6 separate regions of the Mus musculus genome follow, and all the other regions are linked to region 1. Evidence: chromatin contacts called from public Hi-C and HiChIP or PLAC-seq data. All regions are on one chromosome and are shown on one strand. The core of a region is the stretch at or near the end of the contact, and the rest is flanking DNA. Distances in the headings are between cores, read along the strand shown.

What was found. HiChIP or PLAC-seq counts read pairs in DNA pulled down with a chosen protein or histone mark. Hi-C and Micro-C count contacts between places; a contact is called where the count stands out from the background.
Region 2: a Hi-C map of Th1 cells shows a contact between it and region 1, with 7 times the contacts expected there. The contact joins two enhancer-like sites. A contact is called at or near these places in 10 of 39 promoter capture datasets (the 3T3-L1 cell line, 3T3-L1-derived adipocytes, cranial neural crest and 5 more), 15 of 484 Hi-C or Micro-C datasets (the BV-2 cell line, MC3T3-E1-derived osteoblasts, Th1 cells and 8 more) and 5 of 115 datasets of contacts at active chromatin or transcription factors (embryonic limb bud, fibro-adipogenic progenitors, forebrain and 2 more).
Region 3: a Hi-C map of bone marrow-derived macrophages shows a contact between it and region 1, with 14 read pairs. The contact joins two enhancer-like sites. A contact is called at or near these places in 2 of 484 Hi-C or Micro-C datasets (both in bone marrow-derived macrophages) and 3 of 115 datasets of contacts at active chromatin or transcription factors (CD8 T cells, bone marrow-derived dendritic cells and embryonic fibroblasts).
Region 4: a BATF HiChIP or PLAC-seq map of CD8 T cells shows a contact between it and region 1, with 7 read pairs. The contact joins two enhancer-like sites. A contact is called at or near these places in 1 of 484 Hi-C or Micro-C datasets (uterus) and 1 of 115 datasets of contacts at active chromatin or transcription factors (CD8 T cells).
Region 5: an H3K4me3 HiChIP or PLAC-seq map of bone marrow-derived macrophages shows a contact between it and region 1, with 4 times the contacts expected there. The contact joins two enhancer-like sites. A contact is called at or near these places in 1 of 15 datasets of contacts at CTCF or cohesin (the NIH/3T3 cell line), 1 of 484 Hi-C or Micro-C datasets (bone marrow-derived macrophages) and 1 of 115 datasets of contacts at active chromatin or transcription factors (bone marrow-derived macrophages).
Region 6: a contact with region 1 is called in a CTCF HiChIP or PLAC-seq map of CD8 T cells, with 5 read pairs. The contact joins two enhancer-like sites.

What each region holds. Positions count from the first base shown.
Region 1 is chr13:4,940,058-4,944,580 of GRCm38.p6, forward strand. No RefSeq gene overlaps it. Among named protein-coding and RNA genes, the nearest start is that of Gm40658, 220 kb to the left of the region's middle. Within about 2 kb of position 2,539, at least 29 of the 459 cell types and tissues checked have an H3K27ac peak or open chromatin away from gene starts, as enhancers often do. A contact at or near this core is called in CD8 T cells, Th1 cells, bone marrow-derived macrophages and 1 more, where this site is marked.
Region 2 is chr13:5,842,913-5,847,435 of GRCm38.p6, forward strand. No RefSeq gene overlaps it. Among named protein-coding and RNA genes, the nearest start is that of 1700016G22Rik, 13 kb to the right of the region's middle. Within about 2 kb of position 2,394, at least 292 of the 459 cell types and tissues checked have an H3K27ac peak or open chromatin away from gene starts, as enhancers often do. A contact at or near this core is called in Th1 cells and thymic regulatory T cells, where this site is marked.
Region 3 is chr13:5,777,306-5,781,828 of GRCm38.p6, forward strand. No RefSeq gene overlaps it. Among named protein-coding and RNA genes, the nearest start is that of Gm35413, 24 kb to the right of the region's middle. Within about 2 kb of position 2,321, at least 87 of the 459 cell types and tissues checked have an H3K27ac peak or open chromatin away from gene starts, as enhancers often do. A contact at or near this core is called in CD8 T cells and bone marrow-derived macrophages, where this site is marked.
Region 4 is chr13:5,664,799-5,669,321 of GRCm38.p6, forward strand. No RefSeq gene overlaps it. Among named protein-coding and RNA genes, the nearest start is that of Gm35330, 58 kb to the right of the region's middle. Within about 2 kb of position 1,978, at least 40 of the 459 cell types and tissues checked have an H3K27ac peak or open chromatin away from gene starts, as enhancers often do. A contact at or near this core is called in CD8 T cells, where this site is marked.
Region 5 is chr13:5,621,415-5,625,937 of GRCm38.p6, forward strand. No RefSeq gene overlaps it. Among named protein-coding and RNA genes, the nearest start is that of Gm40661, 70 kb to the left of the region's middle. Within about 2 kb of position 2,712, at least 8 of the 459 cell types and tissues checked have an H3K27ac peak or open chromatin away from gene starts, as enhancers often do. A contact at or near this core is called in bone marrow-derived macrophages, where this site is marked.
Region 6 is chr13:5,509,553-5,514,075 of GRCm38.p6, forward strand. No RefSeq gene overlaps it. Among named protein-coding and RNA genes, the nearest start is that of Gm40661, 42 kb to the right of the region's middle. Within about 2 kb of position 2,444, at least 44 of the 459 cell types and tissues checked have an H3K27ac peak or open chromatin away from gene starts, as enhancers often do. A contact at or near this core is called in CD8 T cells, where this site is marked.

The sequences.
Region 1 (4,523 bases), core at 1,289-3,788:
TGCCACCTACAACTTCTTCACAGTTGTAATTAAAGGGAAGTCATTGCCCAAATAGTAAATGTGAACTGTCCTTCCTCATTTGCAAAAGAAAGCAAATAGCAGAAAAAATGTGCTTGAAATATTTGCTTTGTGTTTTAGTGGATTTATTTTAATGGCAGTATCTATTTTCACACACTCTTACATAAATATATAGCAACATTATGTAGCTATTCTATACTTGGCATGATTTTCACTTTGATCTAGACAAAACACAACATCTCTAAAATATGATGCTATTGTGTAAGATCATCGTAACTAATATTAAACATATATTCATTTAGTAAATGCTGCCTAAAATCATACATTTTCATAGCTTTCTGTTTGAAATTTTAATTTCCAGATGCCTCATGAGGGCCCAAAGAACATATAGAAACTGAAGGCTCCCCTCACAAAATACTTCAATCACCTTCCTATTATTTTATGCCCTTAGAATGATCTTCAGCGAGTGTATTTGGAATGTAGAGTTTGCCAAATGGCAGACTTAGTTATTAATTTTACAGATATGTAATTTATCTATGAGTTGCTATCATTTATATTTAATGTAGTCAATGTTTGACTTCCAAAGGCTTTCATTTTAAAGGCAGAAATCAGCCCTTTGTTTGTTCCAATGATCTCCACAGATTTCACTTACGATGGAACTTCACTTTTTCTTTAGCCTGTGCAGAGCCTGGACATGTTTGAATGGTGAAGTGTTGCTATCCGGGGTTGTTATGGTGAATATCTTCACTTTCAAACACAGAGCATCGGGGATCTTCAATATATCTATCATAAAAATGACAGTCAATTGTAATATGTGGTAAATTCTAAAGGTATTACCAAGTATACATTTTTCTATTTTTTTAGAACATTTAGGAAAAATATCTGTTTAGGATTATTTTTACTAATTTTTTTAAACTAAACCTTTGAGACTCAAGCATGTGCTACAGTACATTTAAGTGATCCTAAAACTCTGTGAAAATAATTGCTGAGTTGGCCATTCTGCAGACTCCACATTCTAACAGATCCTGATAGAATTAAACGTCACTGTCCCTTTAGGAGTGGTACTAGAAGATTTTTAGCAGAAAAAAATGACAGTGGTAATAAGGAAAAATTCAAAGCATTCCCCAAAATTTGATGTAATTTGTTCATGTTCTGTGTTCTTTGTTTGGGCAATGACTCCTAGCTAACACTTTAAAAAAGAAAAAGACAAAGAAAAGATAGGCTAGTGAGTAAAAGAAAATTCACAGAAAACATATATATATCCAACTATAAATTCATGACTAGAACATATAAACAATGCTTACAGCTTATTAGGAATAAGTGACATAATTTTAAACAGCAGAAACATGACCAAATTGATAACATGTTAATAAAAAACAAAATGGGAAGACTAGCAAATATATAAGGAATACTTATGGGATTCTTAAGGATTCCTTAATATAAGAATTATAGAAAAAGAAATGAAGTGAGAATGAGATGAAGCTTTTTGCCGATTACAAGAGTACCACAGGGGATGAGGAGCACAGGGACTCCTCTTCTTTTGGTAAGTCAGGTGCATTGTGTGAGCCATTCTAGGGTTTCTTAGACATTAACTATGAACCCGTCACATGGCCTTGCTGCTTTATTCCTAGGCACTGAACCCAGAGAAATGGAAGCATACATTTATACTAACACTTATATCTTTAACTTTTAAAATAATCGAACCATGATCAATACATAGAAAATAATACTTTTAAGTCATTTTCCCATCAAATAGACCCGTACTTCAAAAGACTATTAAAATTTGAATATTATTTTATTTCATGAGAAGAGACCAAAATGATACACTCATCACCTATTTTCTAAAAATATTGGTAAAAGAGAAAATCATCCTAGAACAATCCTAAGGATTGGATTTATGAAGATACTATGGAACACTAAAGTATAATTTGGCACAAGTCTAATAAAAAGACAAAAAAATAAAATAATGTTAAGAAAAATAGACTAAGCCCATGGTGTTATTTCATGAAATAGTACTAAGATATTCAAACTTGTGTTTCAGAGCATTTCATAAAGACAAAGATCAAAATTAGGCAGTCATATCTGAAGTGGGTATTAGAGAGCCATGTACCATCTTTGGCCTCACTTGGGCTTGCTATCATTCAGGTTGATGGTGGTCATATGGTTTCATGCCTTCCTGGATTCTCATGCTACCACATTCATATTCTGATGAACCAGATCTCACATTGGCCATCTTCACATCTTGAAATATTTTCTAATGGGTCAAATGTTTTTATTCATGTTGCTACTGCTTACCTTTATATTTATGAACATTAGGAGCATCCACCACTGAGGTGTAAAAGAGTAAAATTGAAGACATTATTGAACACATGAAGCAATTTTGAGTAATTGACACAAAGAAAGCAAATTTGGAGGGAAACAGCTCATAGAGGATTCCATTAGATTTTCACCCCCATTTCCAGACTGCAAAGCTAATTTCCATGTTAAGATCACCACAGACCTTCAGCAAAGTTGCCTGTGGCTTGGTTCTGCTCATGAAGAGTTTACTATCTTTCCAGTATTTAAATATGCACATGTTGTTGGGAGCCGCCCCCACATTCGCCGTCACAAGATGGCGCTGACATCCTGTGTTCTAAGTGGTAAACAAATAATCTGCGCATGTGCCAAGGGTATTTTATGACTACTTGTACTCTACCTTTCCCGTGAACGTCAGCTCGGCCATGGGCTGCAGCCAATCAGGGAGTGATGCGTCCTAGGCGAAATATAACGCTCCTAAAAAAGGGGACGGGGTTTTCCGCCATTCTCTCTCGCTGGCATCTCTCTGGCTCTGCGCGCCCTGCGCTCGCTCGCTGCCTAAAGATGTAAACAATAGAGCGCGCGCGCCGGAGCTCTGGCTCCTAAAGATGTAAGAAGGGGGCTTTCGTTTTTGGGGCTGGGCGCTGGGCGCTTGCCCTCCTGGCTCCCAAAGATGTAAGCAATAAAGTTTTGCCGCAGAAGATTTTGGTTTGTTGCGTCTTTCCTGGCCGGGCGTGAGAACGCGATTAAGAACATGTTATTCACTTTGCAACAGCCAACGAAAATAGATAATTGTGTGCCTTAAATGAACTGCAGATATTTTTGCAGTTTGTGGCTGTTGAGGTAGGAAGGAACACTTTTCTTTGGCCTCTGAAAGGTTTCCTGTGCTCCAGTAGGTAGTCCCACCCCTATGAATATATGGGCAGCATTTATTAGACTTATCAGGTTATTGTTTAAAAATTAGACAAAATGTGAAGCTATATGGGAGATAGATTTGGGGGGTTCTAGGAGGAGCTAGACCCTAGGGAACAGGCATGAAAAAAAATTCTTTCTATACATGTTGATAATTTTTAAACACTAAATAAAAATATTTAATATTACTCTCTTCAATATAAATGTTGTTGCTTTGACAGTTTGGATATGATACTTTAGGTCAGATTAACAATGGAAACTATCTAACATGTACAAATGTAACAAATTTATTCCTTCCCATTTCTGCTATTCATGTTCTATATTAAGTGGTGTCATTCATAACTCAATTGACAGCTACAAAATCAGCTGCTTTAGAAACGTGAAGCCTTTGCCCAATAATTCTTCCCATATATTTCAGGAACATAAATAATTGAGGCTTAAAAGGAATGCTATCTTTGCTCTGTTTCAAAAGAACAAAGAGTGAATATCTTTTCCACTTCTTAAAAAGCCTTTTACATCATAGATCAAATCACTTACCTTTGAAGAAACCAATATTAATATTTCCTTTTCATCTTATAGTGCTTATACAGCAGTCCAGATGGTTTCCACTCATCTGCCACTTAGATATAAATTCTCGATATTCTTTAAAGATGTGACTCCAACTATTTTTGCTTTAAAAACTATACAAAGGCACACCAAATGAATGGCTTTCCCTAAATTATCTATCCAATCAGATGATGACAGTTAAAATCATTGGAAAGAGAACTGGATGTTCAATGCTTATTAGAGTAGTAGTCGTGCTCCCAGTTGAGCTTAAAAATTATGTCTCTTAGTAATACCAGAAGCTATACCCAGAAAGTCTCAGCAACATGACTGCCTAAAAGTGAGCTGAACAAGCATGACACCAAGGAACATGCCAAACTTCATAGTGAAAAGCCCAGCAGGCCTCAAAGCTATACAAAGACCTAGTAAAGCTGACACATTGAGAACTGGCTCTACTGGAAAGGACCACACCAATTGCTTGCCCAGTGCCAGTCAGTCCTGAAAACATACCTAATAATAGCACTATATAGTCTGAGCCGATTATATTTAGGAATACACACACACACACTCACCATGTGTGTGTGTGTATAAATATATGTTGTGTTGTTGTGTGTGTGATGTGTGTATACACATATACATAATGCATGCAATAATAGGATTTAAAAAGGAAGTCACATATTTGAAAGAATCCGAGGAAGGGTACATGGCAGTGTTTGCAGTAAAGAAAGAAAAGGGAAAGATACTGTAATTATATT
Region 2 (4,523 bases), core at 1,144-3,643, 900 kb after region 1:
TATTTTTAAGATTCTAAATGGAGAATGAGATCTTTTTCAAGTTCTTTCTGACTTTCATTTTCTCATTGGTGGTGGTATCTTTCACTGAGTAAACTTGGACAAAGACAGTGGATGAGCCACTGGCCTGACACACCATGTGGAGCCTGCCCTTTTAGAGCGACTCAACGCCAAAATAGACAGCAAAGGAAAACTAAATCCAGCTTGAACAATACTGGCCCTAAAATAGCCATGGGGTTTATGACCACAGCAGCAGGAAAGGCTGTTGATCATCTGCCAGAATCTTTTCTTTTCGTTTGTCACTATTGAATGACACAGAGGACATGAAGCCCCTGTCAAACGTACAAGTTCAGAACCCCAAATCAGAGATCCTAATAATAGCGCCTGGTGTATAGCTGTCTTCTCTTGGAGAACTAATGAGCCCAGTTCTCCTATGATCTTAACCTGGTATCTCCAGAAGAGCTGCTGGATGTAAGCGCCCTACTCTTTTTTACGTGTTCCCTCCCTTGTCCTTCACAACAATTCTTGTCAGGTAGGTTTTGTACTCTCGTGGTACACATAAGGAAACTGAGGCTTGGAGAGGAAGCTGACTTGCTTATCCATAGAAACATAGCTGGAATGTTCTTTCTGTGGTTAGAAGCATTTAAATGTGCTGGGAAGGAGAGAAACTCTCACTTTTGACCATCTACACAGAAGACACACCACTAAAACTGTAGATCACAAATCATTTTCAAGCCAATAGCAGAATCATTAGCAAAGGAGAAAGAGACCATTGAGTCCAGAATGACAGCAAAGTAGTTCAGAGAGACAGAGTTTAACTGGTGCTAAGTGAAGACCAGCAAATGGAAGTCAAAGAAGACACAGCAAGTTAGAGGCAAGGGAGAGGCTATGTTAGCTCTTTGCTGTGGTCCAGGCTGGCAGGGAGACATATTGACTGGAATTTAGGTTATTGTGGGTAAAGAGACTTAAGACTGAAAGTGGTCTCAGCACAGCTCTGAAAGCTAAGGATTTAAGAAGTCTTTTGAATTCCTTATCAGTTAACAATTGATGTATGGTAAAGGTCAATTCTCTGAATGCAAAACCCTGACCACCAAGGAGGGAGCCTGAAGGGCTAGGACGAAGTGGAGATAAGTACAGGATTGAACCGGTTCTGTTGGAGGCAAAGCAGGAAATGAGTAGCCTGGTTGAAGCTCTGCCTGTAAACTCTTGGTAAATGGAAGTAATCCATGGTAGTCTTAGCATTTCTTCCATTCTTCATGGGACTGCTTCTGTCTGCTGATGAGGGACCACACCATTTAAATGGACTGAAATCAAACTATTTCTCTATCCCCAAATAGTAGCTTTGAGACTGGGAATAATCTGTGTCTGTGGCCATGGACAGAAGATGGGCCACCTTTTTAGAAAGAGTTTTTTTTCCCCAATATGAGCATCACCCTCCCCTAGGAGAATGTGGGACTAATCCAAGGGTGTTGGAAGTTACATAGCAACTAATTCTTCAACGGTGTTTATGAAACGGAAGCCTAGCAACTCATGGAGGAGTCAGATCCACAGGATCTCAGTCCATGAGGCTTACAGTTACAGTTGTAACTGATTCAGAGGTGGTCACATGTTGCTCACCCAGAAAGTAACCCCGGGGCTGCAAGTAACAGGAAAACAGCCATGCCCATTTTATTCATATTTTATAACCTACAGTAAACATTTACTTAGCAATTCCACCCTGTCTATCACCGCCTTAGACACTTATGCAGAACTTAGAGTCATACTGAATGCCAATATGATGTTAATTATTGCAACCAAAAGAGGCCTGTATCGTTAGACTCTGATGAATTTTTAAGATACACTGGAGGGGAAATTGAGTCATAATATAATTCTCTATGAGGGTTTGAAAGTGTGATCCTTAAGATCCTTCTGCTCTGTGTGACAAGCAATACGATTTTTAAGCTCAGACAAAAGTGGGTGTCTTTTGGTTTAGGGTTCTCTTTTCACCAGGAAATCCCCTCTTCTAATAGGATTCTTTTTGTTTTGCTTTAATCCTTAATCTAGGGGGAATGTCCCATCCCTGTGAGTCATCAGAATGGCTTCTCACAGGTAAGACCTAGAAAATTCCTGAAATGCTTCCCCTGATACTGAGAAACGTACTCAAGTCAATTGAGAAAGACATTAAAGGGGTCTGATGAGAAATCTAAATCCTGTGCCTCCTACCCTTTGCGGGGATGTTGCCTGAACCATGAACAACGTTTCCTGGATTCTAGAAACAGGCACATAGTTTGGAATCTGCAGCTGCTGGACAACACCAATTGGGAAAAATAGTAGCACAAAGGCAATAGATAGCCATCTCGCCTTGAAGACGCTGACTCATGCAGATGAGTCATTTACAATCGGCATGGCGACGGGTCTCAGCGGGACCAACTCAGAGAACACTGTGCGCTGAGCGCTGACCATGTAAACAGTGCAAACTCCCTCTTGTGATTCTAGGAAAAGAATCTTAGAACCTTTAGACAAAGAAATCAGAGAGGAGTGTGGCTGCTGTGTGGGTCACACCAGCAAATCCAGGCAACATCCGGACCTTACCATTCTCAGTTCTGATATCCGCTGGCACTGGAGCCCAGAGCTCAACATTTGGGTAAACATTCCACACTGGAGTGAACTACCTTGGTGACCTGAGTAAATTATGAATTCCCAAGACAGAATTACGGTGTCATCGAGTGTGACTGTATGTAGCTGGGCATACATTCATTTCCCCACTCAGATTAGCTATAGCATAAATAATACAGAAGCACCAACCAGAGCCAAAGGTGCTCACTGGAAGGTTCTTTTCTGGTATTAAAATAATGAGTGTACGCTCCTTAAGAACCTTCTAGCAACATGTACAAATAAAGCCACACACAGTGACAAACTGTGCTGCTTGGAGTTTAGCTGATGACATCCTTGTTATTGAAACAGGAAATGACTCAGCCTGGGCTAGACCAGAAAAGATCATATATTATATTCCGTTTTGTTGGCTCGTTTGAAAAAAAAAAAAAAAACCTACCGCAAGGCAACCATGCTTGTTTTCAGGTTTTTAATTTATGCATTCTAGCAAATAAGAAAGAATTTCTTGATAAGCCATTATTAAAATGTTGCAAAACAGGTTTTTCACAAATGTTAGGATCAAATGACTGCTATAAGCTATAGAAGATATGTTTACTATTTTTAAAGGGGATGGGTTAGGGTATTGGAGTCCAGATAGAAAACCTCTCAGCCCTAAATACTAACATTTCTATACTTAGCCGGAGCCTGGTCTGTTTAGATAAACTGATTTTGAACATAATTTTATGTTTATTGCTTTTTTGACTGCATTATGTCTGTGTGAGAGTGTCAGAAGCCTGGAACTGGAGTTACAGATGGGTCTGAGCTGCTATGTGAAGGGTCAATGCTCTTAACTGCTGAGCCATCTCTCCAGACCCTCGATAAACTTTCAAAAAATATTTTAATTAAAATATATCACTTCCCTCCTTCCTTTACATCTCTCAAACTCTTCTTTTCTAACCCATTCAGTCTCAAATTGATAACCTCATTTATTTTGTTTTTGTTGTTACATATGTACGTGTATATACACAAAAACATAAATATAACCTTATATATAATTCTTAACACATTACTAAATACTAGAGTTTTACTAAAATTCTGATTTTTTTTCATTATGACCTGGCATAATCTGAAGTTTACCTTTGTCTATTAAAACTTTGCAGGTATGATAATTGGCAATCAAAAGCAATTAATCCAACAGACAAAAAAGTTGAACATAGATTAAACATTATAAATTTTTACATAAATAACTGAACTATTTTACCCACTGAACACTCATAATAATCATAATAGTCACTAAGATAACAGTTTTAGAACAATACTTTTACCTCTGAAATATTCTTAATTAGAAAATTATATCTTGCATTCAATAGTTAGCAAATAGTAACTAAGTTGTGCCCCTCCCCTCCCCCCAGAGCTCAGATGATTCAAATGGAAAGGGTTTCTGGTCTCTAACCTTAAATGTGTGACATCTTTTGCCAATCATTGGCTTTCTTGATCTGATAAATCTCCACCCAATACAATACACGTATTTTTTGCAAGGTGACTGTTACTGTTGGATGCTGTGTTAGAACATGAAACCACACACAACCACAGCATACGACCACTTTGGCCTCTGTGTACATGCAGAAGAAACAGGCTCCTCAGACAAGGTTGGTCAGACTCAAGTTCGACTTCAGGACACCCATGGCTGCCTCCTGTTCTGCTCTTTGTAAATGCATCAGCCGGAGGGCAGTCTGCTCAGAGCTTAGAAAGCTCTAGACTTTAACCAAAAAAAAAAAAAAAAAAAAAGTCTTTTCCCTCCTTAAATCTCAGGATGAATAGTTTCCATCTGTAATTGTTAGTTTTATATTTTTAAATAGTAAACTCTGAAACAGAATGTCTCATTATCAGTGAAGTGATTCAGGCGTCTGCTGTGTACAGCTCTTTCGGTAGAAACACAACGCAGCCATTTTTCT
Region 3 (4,523 bases), core at 1,071-3,570, 840 kb after region 1:
AAGTGCTAACAGTGTTCTAAGGAAGAAAAAAACTTCAGTGTCTTTTTATACATCAACATAACAAAAGAAAATGACAGCCTATTTTCTTGGAGAACTCTGAAGTATTAATTACATTGTCAAAAGTGAAGATTACATCATACAGACAGCCAGCCTCTCGACTCATTCATCCATCAAACCTGACTTGCTAATTTGAATATTAACCTGTTTGGATAATCAATTTTAATTTAGTTACACATTTTTCTTACAAACGAATAATACTGATCCAAAGACACAGGGAACTCAAAACAACTGAGTAAGCTTTAGTGGCTGACCATTTGGTCATGCACGTTTATTCCTGCAGTTTTATCTCTGCCCTGGTTTGTCTTTTAGGCTACCTTCAATCATGAAAAGGATATCAGTGATTCAGGACAGCATGGTTTCTACATCTTACAAGAAACTCAAGTTCAGTAAGAGACTATCATTTGCATCTTATAGTAACACAAGATCGCTGAATATGCCAAAGACAAGAGTGGTCTGGGGACTGCCCTTACAGGCACTGTTCTCTCATTAGTTTTAACAGGATTGAATTTTTTCAGAGTTTTCAACAGGGTTGTCTATGATTTGTGGTAGTATTGACCATTCAAAGTGAGGTTGGTGAACCAACAACTTTGGGGTGTTCTAAGAGACTGCCACCAGCCATGCAGAAATGTGGTCTGCACCCAGACATGCTGAGCCAAAAGCCAACTTGCAGCAAGGTCGCTGGATAATGACTCTACAGAATAAAGGTTGATCATTGCCAGGTTAGATTATATGGTGAGGATGGAAGCCTGGCACCTTCTCTCTCTCTCTCTCTCTCTCTCTCTCTCTCTCTCTCTCTCTCTCCCTCCCTCCCTCCCTCTCTCCCTCCCATCCTTCCATCATTCCCTCCCTCCCTCCGCTCTCTAAGAATAATGTAACAGAAAGCTTCAATTTAGCTATTGTTATGCTGTTTATTAGTCAAATGACATCAGTAATTTCCCAAGCAATGTGGAGAAGGGCTGGCATTTGTCTTATTTCATAGAACAGGAAAGTGAAACTTGGAGACTTTTCAACAAAGTCAGGAGTTATCTACTAAATGGCAGAGTTGAGGTCCCCTCCTTTCCTACCTACTCCAAACTCAGACTTCTGCACAAAGTGGTCATGAATTTGACCATTTACTCTGTCACTGGATCCTCACCCTAAAGCAGATATTTTTCTCATGCAAATGTATATGTTAAGTGTGTATGCCAGTCCCTTTCAATACTAAACTTAGGAGGGAAGCCAGTTTAACTACGTTCTTAAAGGAAGACATATTCAAAAGGGAAGTGAAGGCTGGTGCTACTTCTGAAACCACAAGTTAAATGGGTCACAAAGCTGAGAGCTCTGCTCTTAACATTTTCAGAAGAAAGAAAATAAAAAAGCTATATGCCCCTTCCTCCTCTAAGAAAAAGCACTACTAAACTATTAACATTTCCTCTCATTCATACATTGCCAATCTTCGTTCTCTGGATGAGCTAACCCTCACCTGTAAAAGCCAAATATTATCAGTTCAATTAAACAAAGCTCTTATACCAGACAGGCATTGAGAGAGACTGGAGGGCAAAGCTCTGTCTGTTTTATAAAAGCATCTGAGATGATTTCTCTCCAGAAGTCAGAGGTAATGATAAGCAACTTCATAGAGATAAATCCTCCTCAAACGGTCTAGAATAACTTCCCTCTTTTGTTGTAAACTGACAAACAAGGAATTCAGAAAGATTTCTTGAGGTCTATTCCACAGCTGTGCCTCTGAGGTGGCAAACTACAAGGCAAAAACTGGCAGAAATGACTTAAAATGCAAAAGTCGCAAAGGGAGCTATTGCGGGGGTTGTTACAAATGACTTTGGAGACTTGGGGAGGCGAAATCCTCCAAACTGCACTGAGAAGCAGTCATTTCATCTGGAGACGGTGGGTGATCCTCTCCCCGATACTGCTCGCAGATTGGAGCACCCTCTTATTAAATTACAGTGTTTTATAACCAGGGAATAAAATTGGTATCATGTTTACTATGCAAAATCCCTGCTATTTTTCAAATGGATGTATATATATGTATATATATTTTAATATAAGATTGAAATTTAATATTGAAAGCACCAAGTGATAAAAACCAACCCACCTAGTTTCAAACCCTGCTTAAATTAGTTTTTTTTTTTTTGAATTTCGTATCTAATAACATAGTACAATAATACTGAAACGAGATTAACGCTATGATAGTATTTGTTTAGGAAACCCAGACGGTTGCTATGGAAACAGTCATTCTGCATATCTATGGAAACAGAGACAGTGTTGTAAATAGTGCTACAGAAAGGGGAACCTTGTAAACTTAGCCTTCCATTCTAAGAAAAAGATAGAGTGTGGGATTGTCAAGCAAGGAAAAGTATATTTTCTTGTAAAAGAATGATTTTTCACTATATTCTTATCCTCATGATAGGACTTTTAATCTAACATTTCAAGGCTTGATTCTTTAGTCATCTGTCAGTTACTGTGTTCTTATTGATGATCCAAACAAAGACTAGATATATTAATATGAATATTCACTGGAAATGTTTTCACTCAACTTTAGTCTGATAACATTTTATCAGCCAAATATCTTTCCCACTACTAGTAAAGTAGGAAATATTGTAGAAAGTATACACTTAATTTGATTAAAAATTGAGAGACTAAAGTAATGGCTTTTGAGAATCTAGGTGTAATGTATACTACATAGTTGTGAACTGGGTTATTAAAATAAATTTTGGGTGGGACAAGTGGCCAAGTGGTTGAGGCAATGACCTCCAAAACTTAAGTGAGGTTTCCTATGTTGTGAATGTATGAAATCATTTTTGGAATGCAGGTGGCCTTGTAATGATTCGAGCCTTTGATTCCCTGAGTATGTCATGTCTGACTGAAAGGTAATTAGTATTTCTTAGTTTCCTTTCAACTTCTGATGTGGCCAAGCTATTGCTAGGAAAATGGTGTTGTGCATTGTAGAGTGAATGAAGAAAGTTACTGAAGACCATAATACGTAAAACAGAAACACACAAACCCCCCTCGAACATAATTCTTACCCTAACCCTTGGCAATAATAACGATAGGGTCTGCGCACTTATGAATGTGCAAAGGGTCATCTCGTTTCATCTGAAAAGGTAAGGGACGGTGGCATAATGTCAACAATGTGGTTTGACGGAAGCAACAGAAAGGAAGGAGAGGGCGTTAGATTGTAGCCTTGCCAACCGGTTGAAGATACAAGTTCCAGGCCACCTGATCGAGTCTTGGCATCTTATGCTCTCTTCTTCCTCTTGTGTGTGTGTGTGTGTGTGTGTGTGTGTGTGTGTGTGTGTGTGTGTGTTTAGCTCCGTTGTTAAGGGTGCACAGAGATGGAGCTGATAGTCATCTGGGAGCTGACAGCCGGGCTGATGCCTCTTTGTCAGCTCCTGAATGCTTCTAACATCGAGGCAAGCAATTGTCTCAAATTAATCACTGTTGTGTATTTTAGATTTTTATTTTAATCTAAGGGTTTTTTGTCTTGTTTGTCATTTTTAAAGCTTTCCTAACACAACCTTATGCTATTCATTTTTATAACTCAATTTCAAAGTTGAAGTAACTTTCAAATGATGGTTTAGAAAGGTAGGAAGCTGGGAACCAGCTCTGGAGCAGCTGTCCACCCTGGATCAATCAGAGCTACTCCATTCAGTGTTAGCCCCACTGACTAAATGATAGGAATGACAAATATGTTACTAGACTGTGCTTCCTTCCAGTTTACAGTGCTGTGGTGCTTTGGTTAGTTGTCAATAACTATTGAATTTTAAAATAACTATTAATCAACTAGAAACATAGCTCAGTTGGCAGAGTGTGTGTTTAGCATGTATAAAGCCCCAAGTTCAAATCCCACCAATACATAAATTCCTTAACACCAAGGATTCCATCCCTCTCCAGGGGAAGCAAAAATGTCAGAAGTTCAAGGTCATTCCTTCTGGAAAGGGGAGTTCAAAGCCAGCCTGAACTACATGAGACCTTATTTTACACCAAAATTACATTTAAAATAGGAGGCTACGGAGTGGCTCAATAAATAGCACATTTCCACACCGTCAAGTGCGAGGGCCTGACTGCGGCTTACCTCAACTCGTGTAAAGCCAGGTGTGGGTAGCTCATGTCTTCTGTAACCACAGTTCTCCTATGGCCAAGTTGGAGGTAGAGAAGGGAGATTCCTTGAAAGCCTGATACATAGAGCAACAAAGAAAAAGGAGTCTCAGTAGAGGAGAAGATGAGAACTGACATTCAAGGCTGTCTTCCTACCTCTACATTAAGTATACCTGCACGCACATGCACACACACATACACACGCATACTCACACACAAGCATACAGGTGCACACACACAGAGAAATAAAAATATATATAATAACCATTAAGACCATGCTTCTCAGAGAACTTTAGCTTTCTACAATGCAAATCCCATTAAGAGTCACAATATATGTAAAAATATGTGAGATTTACTGGATATCTCTCATG
Region 4 (4,523 bases), core at 728-3,227, 720 kb after region 1:
ACTATTATTCTTAGGTTATGTATTTTCATGGTATCCCAGATTTCTGTATACTTTGTGCCAGGAATTTTTTAGATTTAACATTTTCTTTGACTGATATATAAATTTCTTATACTGTATCTTTTATGCCTGGGATTTTCTCTTCCATCTCTTTTAGTCTCTTGGTGCTGCTTACATTTGTTGTTCCTGTTCCTGTTCCCATTCCTGTTCATCAGACCTGCAGTTTCAGAAGCATACTGGTTAGACTCTCTTTTGCACCATCTTTCCTACCTACTGAGTACTCTGGGACACTCCCAGCTTCCCTGAGCTGCCAGCTATCCCTGGCATACCTCAAGTACCCCAATACCTCTCTGCTCACATTTATCAGACCTGTGGATCCAGTACCATATAACCCAAGGGTACCCATCAGAGGCCTGGCTCAGACGATCATTGAGGTTAGCCCCTCCCAATACTTACTTCAATGGAAACATCCAGACAATAAAGCTATCCAGATGGCTAAGGGCACTCGAAAGAAAGAACACAATCAACAAAAACCAGGGAAAATGAGACCTTCAGAACATAGCGAACCTACTACAGCAAGCCTTGGATATCCCAACACAACCAAAACAGAAGAAAATGACCCTAAATTCAATCTTATAGAGATGATAGACACTTTTAAAGGTGAAATGAATAAATCCCTTAAAGAAATACAGAAAAATACAACCAAATAGTTAAAGGCCTTTAAAGAGAAAACAAATAAACTCCTTAAAGAAATACAGGAAACCACAATTGAGCAGATGAAGGAAATAAATAAATAAAACTGTTCAAGAACTCGAAATGGAAATAGAATCAATAAACACAAACTGAGGGTATCCTAGGAACAGAAAACCTGGAGTACAGAAGATAAGGATAATCTTAAGTCCTTTCATATTCAGAAGTAGGTGGTACTCAGAGAATCAGTAAGAGACGTTTTTCAAAGTTGGCTCACTTTTTAGAAGGGCTTGTTACATGAGAAATAAACTTAGCTTATTAGCAAAACATTAATCAAGGTCTAATAATAATCTCCATCCCAATTGTGTTGAATACCTAGTTATTAGTTTGTTGTGCCTCCTAGTATCAATGTGAAATGAAAATATAGAAGAGACACAGTGAACTATTTTCAGATTTTAAAAAGCCTGTTTATGACATTTATTACTAAATAAAAAGATAAAATTTAATTAATTTTACGATGAAACGGAAGAGCCACCCTCTGACTCCTTTAATTGCTGCTACTGTCACTGTCAAAAGAAAAAGAGCTAACTAGGATCATGTAGAATAACTCGGTCTTGAGATGCTTTTATGTCTTATTTAACATAAAATTATTTCCTCACCTTTTTAGTTGCCCCACTGGCATCAGGAGTAATTTAACTGTATATTATTAACTGGTATGATTATGAAGAAATATGTGCAAACAAATAGTTCTAAACAGACCCTTAAAATATTGACCATAGCTCTAGAACTTAAGAATGTGATGATAAACACTATTAATGTGGTTGAAAATACCTAACTAGGTCTTCAGTAAGGTGGTGCAGAGTTATTTCGGCAATGCTGTTTAACTTCTGAGAATTGCAGCTACTGGTAATTTCTTACTAGAACAGGATTTCCTTGGTTTTCAGAAAACTACACACATCAAATACACATCAGCAACCCCAGGCTGCAATCAGTTTGATGAGCAGAGGACAATTATAAGGCTGCTTTATTAGTTTTTTTTTTTCCCCTCGCAGAATTTTTCTAATTTCTTTTTCCTTTTTCTCTAAAAAGCAAGGGGATCTTGAAGGTCAGCCTGAGGAAAACAAACATTAATTCTCTTCACAGGTTGGACTTTTCTTTGATTCTATTTCTCTTTTCTCATGTGTTGTTGTTCTTCTTGAAAATGGTCTTAGTGAACCTTTGGGATACCTCACTTATTATCAGTGAAAAAAATTCTTCTAGTGTTTCTTTGGAATTTCCCCTTCTGATCTACAATGAGTCACTGAAATGGAACTCAGGCTCTCAGTCCTGTGGACTCAGAGGACCTCAGACAGGTTGGAGTAGCAAGTTGCTGCCTAATTCATGATTTACATTAGCTCTCCAGAGGAAGTGGTTCTGTTTACCACAAATTGTACATTTTCTTAGTATAATCTGAACTCCACGAAGACTAAGCTTTGGTACTATGTTAAATTAAAAGCAAGTCTGTGGCAAAAAGTCCTATTTGAAAGAGCAATTTTATCATTTTAGAAGAGTAGTCAACCTTAACTTTTCCACTTTAAAGGCAAACCTCTCTCCCTAAATGTCAAAGTGTGCTCTTGTCAACAAACCTATGCAACAAACCTAGATGGGAAAAGGCTAGTCACAAAGCAAGAAAAAATTTTGAATTAATATTTAAAAAATAAAAAAGCAGTAATGGACTCGCTGTATTACAACTATAAAAAAGTTATGATACAGGTGTTAGCATAGAGATCATTTCCATTTTCTTTGAAGAATTGCCTTGACCTGGCTGAAATTATCTTGCTTAAATAATTTTTTTAGAATCCAGAGGCATGGACATAGAGTCTAGAGTTTTATCATGTTACTTGTCCAGGCTTATTTTCTCCATGAAATTCTAAGTTCTTAATTTATGTTAATTTTATTATATTTCCAGACAGCAAATTATATTTGAGAGGTTAGGGTACTTTTATATAGCCATGACCTGCAGTGTATATGTATGATGGTCAATCAAATCCAAAACAAAACAAGCACTTATTAAAATGACCCCTGATCTAAAATCCCAAATCAAAGAAAACACAGTTTTACTTCACATTTGTGCCTAGTCTGTGGAAAGTTCCCGGGGCGAATACTAAGATGTTCTCAAGGGCTGATGACTAAGCTTGATGGTCAAGTATTTATCTGCCATGTTTAAAGCTCTGAGATGGATTTCCTGCAGTAGACAAAAGAGAAAAAGGCTTTACTCACAGCTACTTCCCCAAGAGAAGGGAGGAGAGCAATGCCCGGGAAAGGAATATAGAAAATTGAATGGTAGAGGAAGGCACAGCTCCTAGGGTAGCTGGAGGACAAAGGACAATCAAGAATAGTTGTCACAAGTATTAGGCCCTTCCCAAGAGTATGGCAGACAGTGCAGAATTCACAACTCAATACACCTACTTATGTTTCAATTGGTCACCTCCAAAAATTTTCATGATTAAAATACTGACTATCAGCCAGGCAGTGGTGGTACATGCCTTTAATCCCAGCACTTGGGGGGTGGGGGTTAGAGGCAGGCAGATTTCTGAGTTCAAGGCCAGCCTGGTCTGTAGAGTGAGTTCCAGGACAGCCAGGGCTACACAGAGAAACCCTGTCTTGAAAAATCAAACAAACAAACAAAAATTGACTACCTAATTTTGCTGTTACATGAGTGGAAAGTGCTAAAACCAAGAGCCATGTTTTTGGGGGTTTTGTTGTTGTTGTTTTGTTTTGTGTTTTTGTTTTTTAAAAAAGACTTAAAATATTTTATGTCACAGCCATGGTCTAATACTGTTTATTTACAAAATCTCTTTATGTAATCTCCAACTTATCATTTATATTCTTCTTCAAGCCTCAGACAGTCTTTGTGGGATGAGGAATCCAGAAAGACAGTAACAAAATCCTTAAGCTTAAAAGTTATTTCAAACCAAGTCAGTGGTAAGAAACTCTATGCATAAAAATGTCACATTTATTTGATCATTAGAGAAAGTGCTAAAAATATTATCCTTGCCCTAACAAAATAATGAGAAGACATAAAATTCACTTGAACCTTTTAACCCTACCTAAGATCTGACACACATTGTCAAGCCAAGGGCAACCTAATGGTGTTTTTTTGGGAGCTTATAAAACTGTCAGTGATCATGCAAAGTTTGTAGCTAATTTCTTAGTTCCATATTAAAGACCAAGCTGCCATCCCTTAGTGGAAAAGCAAGGACATACGAAACAAGGAAAGAGATTGCTGGGTCAGGCAACAAAAGATACATGAGCTACAGAGTGACTAAAGTAGTAATAAAGCCAACTAAGAGTTAGACAATTTAACTTCCTTTTGTGCTGGCAATGTTACCCACTTAAAGAACTAAAAATACCTCCTCCTGAGAGAGACACTTGTTTTCCTAAAAGCAACCTACCTTCTAACCATTGACAAGACTTAATGCCTGGGCACACAAAAACCATCGTTAGAAATGGGAAATCCAAAGTTTGGCCTCTCTTTTCAGTTTCTCTCATATTATCCCACTGAGTCTCATCAGTTACCTTCATAAGGGAAAAAAAAGTTCTCTATTCAAGTGAACAAATAAAACCTAATACTGGGTCACTGACTGTTATTCTTCCACTGTAGTACAAGCTTGAGAAATAGACTGTCTACAGAGGTGAAACCTAAATCTAAGCTCGTATCAAAATAATTCAAAGCAAAAAGCATATTAAGTAATTAAAGGTGGTAAGTACTTAAGAGACGAGCTCTTAATGGACTGTTCAAAATGTTACCACATGTTTAAAAGTTTATTACTAAAAATAACTTCTGGTGGACTTCA
Region 5 (4,523 bases), core at 1,462-3,961, 680 kb after region 1:
AGCTTGCCACTCAATCGTTCTGCCACGCCCACAGCTCGAACCTGCCGCTTTGCTGTTCCAGAGCCATACAGGTGGTCACCCTGCTACTGGACACCAGGATTATTTGGCGGGAATCGGGCCCCCCTTCCCCTCCTTCATAACTGCGTGTTCATACTGCTTTGACTTGGCTCCATTCTTTCCTCTGTCCGTCTAGTTCCTCTCTTTCAGCTCTAGCTGCCATCTCAGTTGTACCGTTCCTCGCGAGCTGCTGGTCGGCCAGCAACATAGAGATTCAGAATCCTCTCTTACATGAGACGTCTAAGTCACACTTCACACTACCAAGGCTCAGGAAGCACTGAGGGAGAAGGGATAAGAAAGGTAGGGCCTCTAGAGATAGTAGACAAGAAAACGGAGTTTTCAGATCATAGAAGCTGTGACAGCATGCACAAGACTTGCACCAGCTCAAGCCAGACAAAATCACAGCACAATGGGGGAGAGGGGCATAAATTTTCACTCCAGCTGAGAATCTGTTGGCAACTGAGAGATACTGGAAGAGAGAGAAAGACAACTTTCTTTAAGGGTGTGGCTCCTTGGAAGGTCAGTCAGCCATGTTCCCGGTGGATGCCAATATATTCAAAAGTTATGAACAGCACAAATGGAATCTGGTTTGTTTTGTTGGTTGGGTTTTGGTTTTTGGATTACTTTTAAGGATACAATGTGGGCTGGATAAGAAAGTGGAGGCAGATCTTGGAGATGTGGGAAGGTTTGAGTATGATCAAAATACATCATATGAAGTCACCAGAATGCATTTTTACAAGAAAGAGAAGAAAACACATCATTTTGTATACACAGAAACCAAAAAGAAAATATTGGCTTGCATATTGCAAAGTACTCGAAGGTAAACATTCTTTCTAATTTCAACCATGTTGTTAAGAGTTAATGATTATTGTTTGAATCACTACAAATTTCCCCTCAGATCTGGGTCAAGATTTCCTTGCAAAGACTTGTTTTGGTTTAGTTTGTTTTTCTATATCCTGACAATCTTTATATAAGTAATAAAGAGCATGGTGCTGTTTTCATCTCTCAACAACTTGAAAGTGTAGAGATTATTTTAAGGAATTTTGAAGAAATATTTTAAAATTTTTGAAAAATAAGAAAAACAAAAATAATATTTGGCCAATTTACAATATACATGCATAATTTTCATTGACATAAATTTGTAGCACAGTATCATGACAATAATTTCTTACTGGGCAGAGAAAAGATCAGAATACAGTGTATGAAATTATCTAAAACTTAATGAAATATTATATTCAAAAATATTTTTAATGCAATCCTGGGAGGTAGTAGAATCTACCAGGTGAACCAGGCATTGTGGTAAATGTTCATGATCCTACTCCTCAGTCGGCTGGGGAAGAAAGATCATGAGCTTTGAGATAAACCTGGGTTGCATGGTATTTACCTGATTAGCTATGACTACATGAGAAGAGTCTGTTTCAAAAGAAAGAAATGGGTTGGGGATGGGAGAGAGGGAGGAAATGAGAGAGTCAGTAGACTTTCTCCCCTCAGTAGAGAGAAAGGGGAAATGGGTTACTTCTCTTAGCAGATCAGTTTTGGGCTGGCAATTATCTTACAGGTTCTTAAGTTTCTCCACCAAGAACCCCTTAACTACCCAACTCAGTCTTAATTGATTTACCAATCTCTTGCTGGTTTCTTGGATTCTTGGTTGGATGCTGATCTCTAGCTTTTCTGAAAGCCTGAACTGGAGTTACAGATCAGTTAAATTTACTATAGTTTCTAAGATCTATGAGATTGGGTTGACCCCATTGCACCACCTCCCTTTTTAATAGAAATTAAATAAGCCCTTAGCAAAGCATACATACCACTCAAGACTTTGGCTGCAGATCATATAAGTGTCACTACTATAGAGTAAGAAACTCACTCTTACCTGGCTTAGCCTTACCTGACAAACAATGGATTTTAACACTTACCTTTCACTGCCTGTAGACTTGCTCCTTCAACTATCAAACAAACAAACAAAAAAAGTCATATTCACTATTTATAGCTCTTACTTTAGGATCAAGACAAATAATTTGTTCTTATTGTTGACTTTTGAAGATCACCTTTGCCATGCACTGAGCAAAGCTCTTTTCTGGCTTCATTACTGTTTGTATATGTTTCTTTTGTTCATTGAACAGCTGTGAAGAATTATAATTGCAAAAATCATTAATGCAGTGAAATCCTATAACTTGAAGGGGAATTCATGCCGATCATTAATTTATATGATCTTGTTTATCCTTATGATTGATTCAGTTTATATCTCATGGGCTTAGGGATTTTCCTTTTCAAATTTTTATATGTTCTATTATATATATATATATATATATATATATATATATATATATATATATAATGAATGTGTTTGTTATGTGTTTTGATTTTCATTCATCACTCAGAATGTAGAACAATATGACTTTGATCATCTTGCATGACCTTCATTTTCTCATCCAAATAAAATAGTGATTTAATAATGTAGTTCTGTGTGCTTTCATTCTTAATTTATCTCTTGCATTGCTAGAAACAGCAGCATATTCATTTTGGACATTTTGAGATATGAGTGTGAATGTATGTTGGTGATGGTAGTCAGGGCTTGCCTTCATTGTGTGATAATGTCATCTTGAAAAAATGTACTTAAGGGCTGGGGATATGTCTCAGCTGATAGAGTGACTGCTGAACAAACATAGAGTTCTGTTTCACTTCCCAAGCCTTTCTTAAAATGAAGGTCCTTCTGTGTGCATCTATAAACTCTGCTGGGTCACTAGAAAGAGGAGGATCTCTGGGGCTTACTGTCCTATCTTGCTGAAATTCAAATCTGTGACAGACTCTTTATCAAATGATTAGGAGGAAAATGACTGAGAAAAAAATCCTTCAGTGTTGATCTCTGAGCTCTACTCCATCTATGTGCATACGTGAGCACATGTACCTAGTGCGACTCATGCACACATGCACAGACACACCCACAGTGATACATGTCCAGATATAGACAACTCATGTACACATGCACAGACACACCCACAGTGATACATGTCCAGATATAGACAGAAGAATGTGTCATTCACTGATCTGTGAGGAAATATTTTAGATAAGTTCCCTGTATTTTCAGATTAGAGTTGAGCAATAATTATATGATTTACTTAGAAATATCCAAAACATTCCTTCTTTGTTATTTTTGTTTCTATTCTTATCAAGATGACAACTGTAGAGCAGCCTCCAACAAGAGATTCTTCTAGTAATTGAACAAATTTAAATTGGAAATGTATGTGTCTCAATTCTAAAAGAAGCATTATTTTTAACTGACAGCTTTAGAAAATAAATCAGCTGAAAAGTCTATAAATAGCACTGTACGCAGGGATTATACAGATGCAGCCAAAATAAATTACACGATATACACATGTGCACACATGTTCACACATTTGCACTTACACACACTATCGTTCACAATTTTGTTACATACCGCTACCTTGTTATTCACAAAGATAGAGTGAAATTGCCTTCCACAGCAATCTTTTACTCCAACCATTTTATCAAAGCATCTTCGTGGGTGAATGTTTCAATAGCCATGGCCTGAAAGCTGTCTCAGACACTTGGTGTTTTAACTATTTATCTACTATAATAGCATCACAGTTAAACTGTCATCAGATGCTACACACTTGCAAAATCCTACCAACAAAGGCTGCTTAAACATGACCTGAAAAAGGGTAACAATGACAGATACGCTAACACAGTATGGGAAAAGTTCATGTGGACTCAACCCTACATAAAGAACTACAGGAAACTAAGGGAACCAGGAAACAGAAGGAAGTCTTCCACAGGCAAGAACCCTCCAAGCAGTTATCCAATACCAAAGTCAGCCTGAAGACACACCTACAAGTAACATTATGTGTTTGTATTACATAGTTAGAAATATATAACCATATATATGTAACAACAACTATATTTAAAAAACATGAAATTGAAAGAGAATAAGAATGGGTTGCCTGTGAGGGTGTGGAGACATATAAAAAGAAGAGGTAAATAATGTAATAATATTATACTCTTAAAATGTTAAACAAAAAAATAAAAACAGATGTGGGAGGAAAATGGCGCCTTTCCTATTAGTTTCCCCCCCACACAAGTAAATTACTTACCTTGAAGAGTGCCACTGTACCCATCTGTACAGTGAAAATAAAAATTGAACTTCAGAACCTCCCAAGTTGCCACTGAGTTAGTTTTGTGTTGGCCGGCCACTGCTATGCATGGAGTCTTCCCTGAACAGTTTTCATACCTAGTGACACTCTTTTATAGAATTTATTTTTCTATGTGTGCCTGGTTATCAGTTGGAGATAACTTCTGGGCTAGGGATGGGGCTTGTGTCCACGTCTCTCAGCACTGTGACCAAATCTGCTGAGGACCCATGCATGCCTCATGCATGCATACTGCCAGTCTCTATAAGCTGGCCTGTGTTTAGAAGGTCTCGTTTCCATGGCGTCCTCTGTCCCCTAACA
Region 6 (4,523 bases), core at 1,194-3,693, 570 kb after region 1:
TTAACTTTTTCTGAGTTGATAAAAATTTTGTTTTTATAACAACCATTGTTGAATACATTATTTTGTACACCAAAACAAAATGGCAAAAATATGTTTAGAGCCATTTCATAAATGGTTAGAATTTCTGACTTAATCTCAAGCCAGAATTTATTGAATGACTTATGTATATGTTTGAAACTTAAGTCAGCAACTCGAAAAGCAGCTTAAAAATTACACATCCTAAGAAAGACATAGTAACTTAATACTCACCTTCTAAAGGATGATAGTAGAAAATATCAAGAGACTTTGTTTCCCTTAATCAAAATGTGGTATTTTAAATGGCAGAGAACTATGCATGTGTACTAAAAACAAATTTTAAAAAGTCTGCAATACATGCCATATGACAGTCTTGAATCTGAGCTGAGATGATCCAGGTAGAGCTAGTAATGATACATAGTATGGCCACAATGCAAATTGCCTACTTTGTATGTTCAGAACCAAGATGGTAGTGGAGAGACAGAGTACTATCGAGACCTCCTAGAAAGACCTGAGATTGCTTATATCATTTTTTTTAAATTAAATTTTGGTTGTCAATAATAAGAAACCATTTGCTGTTGCCAAAATTTTGCAAGATCCACACTTAGGTACATGAACACCCCATGGGCTTGATACCTACAGTTTTATAAACTGTGATCTAGACATCCATCATTCACCTTCTCTTCTCTACACAAATCTTCATCATCTTTTTGGTCCCTATTCACATCCCTAGCCAGTGTACTGTGCTACAATGAGGAAATTGGAGGAAGCTCACAAGAACTTCCACACATCATTGCCTCTCCTCCACTGTCTCAAGCTGTGCACTATTGGTTCTTCTCTGTCTTTGTTAATCAGTTCCCTCTGTAGCTAGGTTAGATCAGTTCGTCTGTTAATTTGGAGTCCTCACTTCATCTCAAATGTCCAAATGTTCCAGGAAGTTTGCATTTTCTCTTATCTCATTATACTTTATCTCTTTTACTACTAAAAATTAAACATACTCTTTATACCACTGTGATCAAGTATGGACCTACTTTACACACCAGCTATCACCTTAGCCTTCATTTTTGCAATCGCTTGTAGCCTATACCTTTGTCTTGTTCCTCTGTGTATTCTCTCTTCAGTCTTCTCCTATGACATTTTCCTATCATCAAATTTTTCCACCCAACGTCGAAGAAGAAGGAGGAGGAGGAGGAGGAGGGGGGGCGAGGGGGAAAGGGGAAGGGGAAGAAAGAAGAAGAAGAAGAAAGAAGAAGAAAGAAGAAAGAAGAAAGAAGAAAGAAGAAGAAAGAAGAAGAAAGAAGAAGAAAGAAGAAGAAGAAGAGGAAGAAGAAGAAGAAGAAGAAGAAGAAGAAGAAGAAGAAGAAGAAGAAGAAGAAGAAGAAGAAGAAGAAGAAGAAGAAGAAAATGCACGTTTCTAGTATACCAAGGATCACCCAGAACTCTGTCTTTATTTAAGAGTTGCTTCTTTCATTGTAAAGCATTGTTCTGAACTCCACAAGTCCCCCTATGTGGTGGATTCTACCCTGAGCTTACTGATGCTGTCTCCCTAGACATTGTTTGTTCTTGCTTTGCTTGAAACCTGGTAATTCAAACTATGGCCTTCTCCATCTGATATTTCCAATCTTCACTCAGTTTCCTCCTATTCTTTGGAAATGAAAGGATCCTACAAGAGCTGGTATCATAGTGTGCTTTGTGAACCTTACCAGCACATTCTTTCCCAGGCCAGGAGGTGAAGGAATGAATTAGAAAATGTGATAAGTATTTGTACAAAAGAAATCATGTTAAGACTGAAAAAGAGTCTAGAACTTAAAGCAATGATAATAGTTTTCTTTTCTTGTTCTCTTTTTCTGTTTTCTTTCACTTACAAAGTAACCTATATTCTTAAAGATTATACAAGATTATCTTGTGTCATAATGAAATTGGAACAAAGAAATCTCAACATGACTGTGTGTGTGTGTGTGTGTTATCCCCAATTAAATGCAAGTCATTTCACCTTGCTAAATACAGTCCTTTTTTTTTTTCTAACCTCTTTTTTAAAGGTACCCATAGAGCTTAGCCTTGATATTATTCCATTTCTGAAAGTGAAATCTTTCAGACTGACCTTGGTTGCTTGCTTTTCAGTTTGTTTCATTCTTAGAATTAGTTTGGATGCCTCTACCTCTGAAAGTAAAAACACACCCTGAGATCTCTTCTCTTCTCTTCTCTTCCTTCCTTCCTTCCTTCCTTCCTTCCTTCCTTCCTTCCTCTCATTTCTTTTTCCTTTCTTTTTTATTCTCCCCTCCTTCTCCTCCTCCCCCTTGTCCTCCTTTCCCTCCTCCCCCTCCTTCTACTTTTTCTTCTTCTTCTTTTTGAGGAACAAAGACATGTAGCAATGAGATCTGAAATCTGCTGGTGGGTGCAAAATATACACCAGGAGAGGAAGTTATGGTTTAGGTTGCTTTAATGGAAAGGAAATGACTCAAATCCACATGGCTATGTAATAGACTTACTAAATACAGCTTTTCTTTAGTGTAAAACCTAATGTTTATATAGTAATAGGAAACTTTATTTTACCAAATTGTAATTTTCTTACTGTTCTCTCCTATCTTTCAGTCAATTACTACATCTTTCATTGAGTACATGTTATGTCATTTTTAGCACATAAAATCTGAGCTGATTTCACAGAAGAAGTTGACTTGAGAAATGTGGCCCAATCAAAAGGATCTGGCTTTCATTTGAATTGTTAGCCAAAACACTAGTTCGCTTGGGAAAATGTATTCTTTGTCCTTTACGGAAAAGGATATGCATATTTACAAAGATGTTATGTACAGTTATTGTCATAGGTGAAATTCATATAATTATGTCCATCTCCCAGGTGTTACTGTTTCCTAGGAAATATCAGATATACAGAAACAGCATAAGCAAATACTGAAAATCTTACCTAAGTTCACTTATCAGAAGCCATGAAATAAAAGAATCCATCCACCTGTTTATTTAAAAACTACTTAAAATTTGTATTGATTTGCATTAAATATCTCTTAAATACTTTTGATATTTATTATAAGATTTATAGTAGGTCAGATTAAGGAAATAACATATGTATCAAAAGATGGCCTAGTCAGCCATCACTGGAAAGAGATGCCCATTGGATAGGCAAACTTTATATGCCCCAGTACAGGGGAACGCCAGGGCCAAAAAATGGGAATGGGTGGGTAGGGGAGTTGGGGGGGGAGGGTGTGGGGGACTTTTGGGATAGCATTGGAAATGTAATTGAGGAAAACACGTAATAAAAAAAAGGAAATAACAGACCACTTTTGCATTTAGCAATTTTGCTTCTCTGTAAAGTTACAATGACAATTAGTGTAAACCCCAGCAAGATGTTATAGAACAAGCTTGAATACAGAAGTGAAGTGTGTGGATTTTAGAGATATTTACATAACTAAATGGTTTACAATGCTTAATCATATGAAATTTCTACTCAAGGCCCTTAAAATTGTAAGAACAAAAAGATGACTTAAAACACTGGCATTAATGAAGAATTCAGGCTTTCTAGAAATTTTACTCAGTTTACATAAAAAAGAAAATGTTCAATTTTCCTTCTGATTGACCCTCATGTAACTGACCAGGCTTTCAGAAAAGTTACTGAAACTGGAAACTAGTGAGACAAGGGTTTGGAGAGAGTGTTTTTCATGCCCACCTGATGAAATTGAGTCTTTAAAACTGACACTTGTCATGACTTTGCAAGACACACTCAAGTCATGAAGGACCTAAGGCTGCAGTGCAGATAATCTGATCCCCTAGAAAATTTTTATTTTCTTCATATTGCAACTATTCATAGGGCACCTTCAAAATGAATATTTGTAACATAGGGAGAGAATACTATTAAAATAATATTAGCAAAATGAAAGAAAAAGGAACAATCTTATAACTACATAAAGTGTATGACTGAGATAATATTTCATTTCGATATTGTGTTTTTCTATTGGATGAATGACATAGGTCCTACAGAACCTAAGGGTAGTGGAGCAGCTATTTCAGTGTCTAGACAAATCTATAATGACAAAAGGCCCCATCTTTCAGTTTTGCAGTCAAATTTTGCCACTGTGCCATTTTGTGTTAAGGGGAAAATGCTAAAATAAATATGGTGTTACATTCAGTTTCCCCAGTAACTATTTTCTTATTCTTAATCCAATTTATTCTTTACTCAATGAAATTATCGCATTATAATTAAGTAATCTCAAAGTACTAGAGGGCAAGCTTTCCTCTTTGTCATTGTTCATTTGTGAGAAAATCTGTCCACTAAATGACAACTAAATGATGCTGGCAGAGTGAAATGGCTGCTTGTTTCCATTCGTGCATACAAAGAGGTTTTACTTGTAAAGTAGATGCTGTTCCAGGATTCTCAATTTCTGAAAGCATACTTGGATTTAGAAAGAATTGCTTTGGATGAATAGAATTATTGGACTCTTCTCTTTCTCTTTCTCTTTTTTGTCCTCCCTCTCTCCCTTCTTTGCCCCCTCCCTCTTCCT